Regions from separate parts of the Danio rerio genome. Here region 2 is linked to region 1. A link is a contact called in public HiCAR-type data. All regions are on one chromosome and are shown on one strand. Each heading gives the region's core, a stretch centred on a gene start, on an enhancer-like site or on the middle of the called end of the contact. The rest is flanking DNA. Distances are from core to core; before and after follow the strand shown. Region 1 holds the start of gngt2a (guanine nucleotide binding protein (G protein), gamma transducing activity polypeptide 2a). Region 2 holds the start of col1a1a (collagen, type I, alpha 1a).

Evidence for each region. HiCAR-type assays count read pairs that join an accessible place to other places.
Region 2: a HiCAR-type map of caudal fin shows a contact between it and region 1, with 4 times the contacts expected there. The contact joins the promoter of col1a1a here to the promoter of gngt2a in region 1. A contact is called at or near these places in 11 of 18 Hi-C or Micro-C datasets (caudal fin, embryo, fibroblasts and 4 more) and 2 of 4 datasets of contacts at active chromatin or transcription factors (caudal fin and embryo).

The regions. Positions count from the first base shown.
Region 1 is chr3:21,837,915-21,842,182 of GRCz12tu, forward strand. It overlaps gngt2a (guanine nucleotide binding protein (G protein), gamma transducing activity polypeptide 2a), which reads left to right and starts at 1,746. Exons shown (of 3, transcript NM_001302501.1): 1 at 1,746-1,889.
Region 2 is chr3:21,965,972-21,969,869 of GRCz12tu, forward strand. col1a1a (collagen, type I, alpha 1a) reads left to right here and starts at 2,392. Exons shown (of 51, transcript NM_199214.1): 1 at 2,392-2,473; 2 at 3,846-3,898. The coding sequence starts at 2,392. LOC137490046 (a long non-coding RNA gene) reads right to left here. Exons shown (of 2, transcript XR_011010240.2): 2 at 1,614-2,771.

The DNA of each region.
Region 1 (4,268 bases), core at 496-2,995:
GTTAAGAAAACACTTACAAATTGAAAATACGACACCGTGCACACAAATTCTCAAAACACGTGCAAATACAGACATTCACTGCAAAGTGCAGACCACAATGGAAATGTGTTGGAAACCCCAAAAGTAGATGAACCCTGCCGCTTCCTATTAGGAGTCAATGGTGTTGTCGGAGATTTGAGTGGTGATTGTTTTTTGTTTGTTTGTTTTTTTTACATCCTAAATGGGCGATTTTAGGATTTTCATATATACAAAGCCTAATATTACATTTATAAGTAGTGATTTAATAGTAATACACTTAAAATGTCTGTTTAATATGGGTTGTATACTAGTATCCCACTGTATTGCATAGACCAGCATATTTGAGTTCTGAATAAGCCAAATAGGCTCAACCCACCTGTTTACTGTAGTAAAACACTTTCCATATTCAAGTGCATTTTTTTGTTTCCATGTATTAAATAAATAAACTGCCACTTTTCTAATTAAATGCCACACATAAATATATGTTTTTAAACTTACAGACAAATTCACATATTTCACGATCTGAATGATGATAATAGATAAGAAGTGTTTTTTAATACTAGACAACACTTGATGTTTCTTTCTCTGTCAGTGACTCAGTGACAGTTAAAACGAGTACATTCTCTAAGTGGTTCTGTCACTGTGTTTGATCCTTTCTGTGCACGACTGTATGGTATCGTTAATAATAAAAATTTCTACAAGTTTGGAACAAATTGAGGGTGAGGATTTTAATTTCTAATATAATTAACTTTTTAATAAAAGTCTTTTTAACGTAGAAAATGTGCAATGTATACACTTGAATGTTAAGTAAATACTGTGTACATGTATATATATATTTACATAATTTATTTACATTTGCACTTCTTTCCTGGTATTAAAATAAATGCATAAAATTTGTTTGCTCTGACCACAAAACCAGTCTTATGTTGCACAGGTACATTTTTGGCATTAAATAAAATATAGATTTTATGGATACAAAAATATTGTATTGGAAATTATTATCATTATAAATTGATTTATTTATCATGTTTCATGAAGATATTTTTTAAATGTGCTACTATAAGTATATCAAAACTAAATGGTTAATTGGTAATAAGCATTGCTAAAAAGATGTCTTCTCAATATTTTGATGTTTTTTAATCCTCAGATTCCAGATTTTCAAATAGTTATATATCAGCCAAATGTTGTACTATACTAATAAACCATATATCAATGGAAACCCGATGTATAAAAAAAGAAAGAGACCCTTATAATTGGTTTTATGGTACAGGGTCACATAATTATTATACAATTCATTAATCCCATTCATCCTACAGTCATTAAAAATCTCCATATCAGTCTGCTTGAAAGGGTTTTAACAGGCTGATTGACTTGTTTATAAGATGCCTCACACATGCAGTCAGTCAAGTCTAGGCCATCTGCTTCTTAAAACAGAGCCACTCACCTAAAGTCTACAGAGGTATGTTATTGTCTTTGAGTTGACATATTGACCTTTAACATGTACAGAAATGTCCTCTAAAGAAAATCCACAGTTTTCCATGACAAAAGATTTTACATAAAAGCAAATCTGGTAAAAAAGAACAGCCAGTACAAACTGGCATGTAAACCACTCTGTCCTGCTTCAGGGTGATTTGACCTCCTTAATTACCAAGATGACTTAAGCTGATCAGAAATCTGGATGAAGGAAGTGTGTTTGTTGGGGATCAGTCTCCACCCCCACTTCACCTCTGACCATCTGGAGAAGATCCTGAAGAGACAACAGCATCAACCCCAAGAGCTCAGTTCATCGCCAGACCACAAACCCTACGCATGGTCCCTTAAAGTGCAGATAGTGACCTGTTGCCTCCATCGGCTGACCCACTGACCAATAGGTAAGCGAAACATAACAGTGCTCTTGTCATACTATTTGTATACCAATATAATAGTTATACACCAAGAAAAGTAGCCTTGTGATAGTAAACATGTAACTAATGCTATGTTATGAATGCCATCAAATTGAATTGCAACTTATTCATGGTAAAACTGATTTATCATTGTTAATCACATTAGTATGCTTTTCCATGCTAAATGTGCTGAGTTACAGTACATGTTTAAACATTATGCTTACCTGGGAAATGCTAATGGTCACCTGCGTCATTTTAAGTGACATCCCAGCTAACAATTTTGTGTTTTATAGATGTCTAATAGACATCTAAACATAGAAAGTTTGGCTTAGACAAGGCTAATCTTGGGCTGTCTGTGAAACATCTAAAAATAGCCCAAAACTATACTAGTCGTCAAATAGATAGACTTTATATGTGTAGTCATTCGTTTCTGGTCTAGTCTAGTTTTGGCCTATTTTAAGAGGTCTATTACTTTTCACTGACAGCCCTAATTTAGTTTTGTTTCAGCCAAGATGGCCATGTTCAGACGTCTATTAGACATCTATTATACATCTTTTAGAGACAAAAATGCTTGCTGGATAGTCAAGAACACTTTGTAGACTCTTAATATTTAGGCCTTGTTCTTGGTGATGTAAGTTAGATGGCAAGTTTGTGCACTTAGGAGTTTTGTTCCCTTAGAAGTAAAATAAAATATCCTACTGGACTACAACATGCTTATAATTAATTTTTTGCCCTTGGTCAAAGGAATAGTTCACCCAAAAATGTAAATTCTCTCTTTGTTGACTCAATATTATAGTTCATAAGGGTTTCTTTTTTTTCTGATGAACACAAGGTATGTTATTTTGAAGATTGTTAGAAAGCAGCAGCCATTTAATTCATGACCTACAGTACTATGGATGTCAATGGCTGCTGGTTTCTTCAGAATATCTTGTTTTGTTCTCAACAGATTAAAGAAATTCATGAGTGAATGGTATGGAAATTGTATTTCTTGGATGAATTATCAATTTAAGGAACGTTTTACACTTGTATGAAGTATGGTTAACATCCCGTAATATTAAGCAACCAGGAAACAGAACTGTGCGCACATCTAGAATTGTCAAAGACTAGTCTTTAGCTCTCAATTTTTTTAATCTAACAACGTTTCAACCTACATGGTCCTTATAAGGTTAACCGTATGAAGACCACGCTGGTCGAAACTTTACATTAACGTTTTTTTGAGAGCTAAAGTGGCAGTGCCGATTTTCTCATTACCTTTTTAACATCCCTTTTCACCCAGGGTTATGAAACGTTTTGCTCCATTAACACCACATTGCAGTGAAATTTGTACAGTGTGAAGTGATGTGATATGGCTAGATGTTTAACAATTGAGACCGAATCTTGAGCCTCAAATTTACATAATTTGGACAGTCATGGAAACACTGTGCACTGCATTTGAACTATTGTCTCAGTGTTTAAGGAAAGATTGTTATATGGTGATAGAAAAGGCATCAATTGGAGTAGGGAAAAGATTAACTCAGTTTTAACTTTGTGGTCTAAAAAGTCCATTCAGGGGAAACTTGATAGTGTGGTTTACAATATTTATGGATGCCAAATGATATATAGTAGCTGCTTTGAAATCAGAGATGCTCTAGATTGTGTTGCAGTCATCCAAACATTGATAAAACATCTAACAATATAAAAACAAGGATATTAACCCAGAAATGTATTCTCTTTTTGTTTTTTGGTGCTGTGCAAAGAACTGAAAAAAAAATAATAAATTTAATCTGTTGATAATATATCTGCAAATGTCAGAAGTGTTAAAAGAAACAAAAGTTGTTGGTGTCATAGTGACTTTTAGTGTTTATTTTACCCAGCATCTGCAGACAAACTTGTGACGAAGAATGCTTTTGCAGTATTGCAAAAAATTGTAGTTCAAGGTTATAAAATGGACAGTTCAGCTATGAATGAAAATGTTGGCATTATTTATATATCTTCCATGTGTTTGAACTTTCTTGTTGTTGCTAATGCTGAAGACAAAGGAAGATATTCTGAAGAATTAAAAGAAAAACCGCTGTAGACTTTCATACCATTTTTTTATGTTTTTTTCCCAACACTCCATTGTTTTCAACAGAAGAAATTAATAAAAGTTTAGAGTAAATATTAAGGAAGTTTTTGTTTTTAGGCGAACAATCCTTTTAAGCACCATTATATACCCTAACTTTATGGGTAACAGGTTTAATTGTTCAGTTATGAAAAAACTAAAAAAAAAAAAAAAAAAAAAAAAAAATCTGTCTGTTTACAACAAAAAAAGAGCCATCACTTTACTCTGTAAACTGTATTGTGGCCGTTTTTTTTCCCTAATTAATTTGTATTGCACAAAATATGTTG
Region 2 (3,898 bases), core at 1,142-3,641, 130 kb after region 1:
CATTTTTAAGAACCAAAGAACCACTACTGGTGTTAAATAGCTGAAACTGGATCTCCTATGATTATTTTTTTGTGGATTGTCTGCTTAAATGCAATACTGTAGAGTAGGCTATAATGCTTGGCATTAGTTGCTCTGAATATAACACTTGAACGCAATAAATTTAAATGGTTCACTTGTTATCTATCTATCTATCTATCTATCTATCTATCTATCTATCTATCTATCTATCTATCTATCTATCTATCTATCTATCTATCTATCTATCTATCTATCTATCTATCTACCTACCTACCTACCTACCTACCTACCCACCTTATCTGTCCATCCATTCATTCATCCTTCTATCAACGTATATCTATACATCTATATATTCATGCGTCTGTCTGTCTATCTATTATTATTTTTTTTATTATTATTATTTTGTATTATTATGCACTCTGTCAAAATCACTAAATAAAATAAGTTATGTTGACTTAATGAAAAAGAGTTTTGGGAACTCATAAACTGATAAAATTAACCAGAGCTCAACCCGAATGAGTTGTGAATAAATAAATTCTATATTTGTGTTTACTCCAATCCTTTACGTTAAATTATTTAATTTAGCTTTTGTCTGTAGCAGACAGCTAAATAATATTTAAAAGAGATTACCAATAAGTACACTTAAAATACTGGTTCTTTATTGATATCAATTGTTAAAAGCTATTAAAAACCCCGCGGGTTTACCCCAAGACCCAAATGCAGCATTTGTGGCGCTCCCATCCCCTGCAGCTGCACTATTTATTCAGCTAGTGCTACTTTGGACCGGCAATATAGTGTTTTTTTTCTCTCGCAACTGACCCGACGTGCACCTGAAAGCGATGAGGTGGCGTCCTCTCTCTCTCTTTCTCTCTCAGCTCGCGACTCCTTTCATCTGCATTGTGAAGGGAATGAGGAGGCAGACGCAGCTCTTGGATGAGACGCCGCTATGAAGATGAAGAGAGGGGGAGCGTGAGCTCTGGTTGGCCACATCCAGAGGTGCGACGTGTCTGCGGAAGAGATGCAGCCGCGTGCGGGCCAAATCACTGCTGATTGCTCGTCTGTGCCGCGTATCGACGATATGCACCTTAAAAAATATTTCCCTATCACAGTCTGGGCCATTATTTCCTCATATACGTTTTTGTGTTGTTGTTGTTGTTTAGTTTATCTCCCTGTGCATTCTTATTATTACCAGTGTGGGTTCTTTCACTTTACCAAAAATAAGTCATCCCACTGAAAGTGTAAATGCAATGCTGGTTAAACATTTCAGTAAAATCAAATTGATGATACGATGAGAGCATTCAGTGCATGCAGCTTTTGCACCATGCAAAATGCAGTTCGCGATTAGGCTAAAACAATTGATCAAGTAGAAGTTGATAAAGCGAATGCAAAATATGGTGACGCGTTAAAAAGTGTGACACTGTCGATAATAATGTGAAAATGTGTCAGTTCAGAAATAACATCAACATAAAAGGCTTCAGTTTCACATTTATTATTCCATTATTTACCAAACACAACTGATTTTATATAAGGTGAACTATTTGGCTAATAATTTCAGTAATTTGGGGGCTATTAAAATAAATAATCAACAAGCAAAATACAAAACAACTTTTTATTTACTATTTAATACAAACTACAGATGACCGCACAATGATAGCTAGATAGATAGATAGATAGATAGATAGATAGATAGATAGATAGATAGATAGATAGATAGATAGATAGATAGATAGATAGATAGATAACAATTTAATACTAAAAAAAAATCTAAAATAGTACAGTTCTTGGTTACAGAATTCCACAAATGAAGAAATAACTGTAATAACCGTTTATGAAGCCTGTGAATCAGAACTGTTCCATCAGTATACAAATAAATTAAGAAACGAAGACAAATTTAGCTCAGAAATCACTGCATCCATCTCCAAGTCCCTCTGTGAAGAAAGTCGTGGTTTTTCCTGAATTCAGATTTGCAACAAAAGTCCGGAGTGATGCCCGCAGTACAGGTGGTCACCCTGGCACACAACCTAGCCTCACCAAAAAGAAATTTTGAGTGCAAACCCTCACCTTTTTATTAAGAGATCAGGTTTCTTTAGAAGTTAGCTCTGCAAACGTTGTGAAGACAGCCCCCCTGTCCGGTGAAGGAGGGACGCTTTTTCTATTATACATGAACATGCTTGAGTTATCTGCTGCTCCCGGCGCCTCCCAGAAACTTTGGGGTATAAAAGCCAGGACCTAGAGTTAGTTTAGGCAGTAGGGAGTTTCTGCTGGGGTCTGGATTGGAGTCACAGAAGACCGGACCCTACCGTGTATGATTGGAGTCTAAAGGAAAACAGAACTTCCCTCGCCTCAAAGAGTCTACATGTCTAATATTTAGACATGTTCAGCTTTGTGGATATTCGGCTGGCGCTGTTGCTCAGCGCAACGGTGCTTTTGGCAAGAGGACAAGGCGAGGACGATCGTAAGTATAACTTTTCTAACTTTCCAAGCTTTGCTGGAGGGTAGTGGGTGCAAAGTGAAGAGGCAAGGGTATTTGTGATGCTGTGGAGGGAGGCAGCAATAGAAATAATTGTGTCATGAATTTTTTTCCTATGAGGCATTGTCCTGTCGCCTGAAGCATAGTTTTTATATTCTTCTGGAATGGTGAAGAACTTTTTGCTTAGTCTGGATGTGCATTAGACCAACTGGGCCTTTCACGTTCTGCATGCGTGAGCCTTTGGAGACAAGTTGGCACAGGTTTGGAAACTCTCCTCCAACAGCTGCTAAAAGAGAAAAGCAGACAGGGGAAAGATCTGAAAGTCCATAATGTGCTACATTTGAATAGAAAATGTTAACAGTTTCTTAAGGTGTAAAATATAAATAGTTTAGTATACAGTTATAGATTTGACCAGATGTGGAAAAAAGAAGCTTTAGACATTAAACATGTTAGATTTAAGTACAAATAATCAAAATAGCACATCCATCAAAAAAAGTTTCCCAGAAACAAAAAGAGATGATCTCATTCTTGGATGAGCATCTCTCCGAACTCCATAGTGAATTCTGCTGATTGCGTTAAAACAGAGCCACTCGGTTTTCTGACCAATAGGACAGAGAGAAGAGTAGTTTAAATATAAGTTATATATTTAATGTATATTCCAGACCAATACTTTTTTACCAGTATTAGAGCTGAAGTGTTTTGGACGGTGTCGCGGCGCCACCTGGTGGTTAAATATGCAATGACACCATATTTTGAAGATTCCCCTCCCCCATCCCTTTCACTTTTCCCCCCTCTGTTATGATGATTGAAAACACATGCGGACCCTGCAGACTTTCCACAGAAGGAAAACGTTAGTCGTTGCCAAGCCGACGGTCTTCAATTACTTCATGACGGTCAGCTTTAGCAGACGTGGAAATTTTCCCTCAAGCTTTTCCACCAGAATAATGGAATTTAGGCAAAAGTGCACTGCGCCACCTAGGGGGCATTTTCAAACCAAACAGTTTAACCACTAAGGTAAAGGTGTGTGCGTTTATTGACGCAATGGATTGTTTTCCCACGTGTTTGCATAATGTTTACAAAACAAAGCACACAAGATAAGTCCTCATTTCAGTAGATGCTACTAAATAATTTCGAAAAGTGATAACATCACAGTTTAGAGGTTATTTAAAATCTGCAAAAGTGCATTATAAGCATTTCCCACCCTGCGTCACTCATTTAGCCTGACTACTGTAAAAAAGAAACCTATTGACCTGAATTAGACATGAATATCTAATAAATTATTCGACATACTCGAATATTAAATGCCATCTTTTCTAATTTCATACTTATATAAGTGTTTTTCTCATTACTCCTGCAGGCACTGGCGGCAGCTGCACATTGGACGGCCAGGTCTACAATGACAGGGACGTC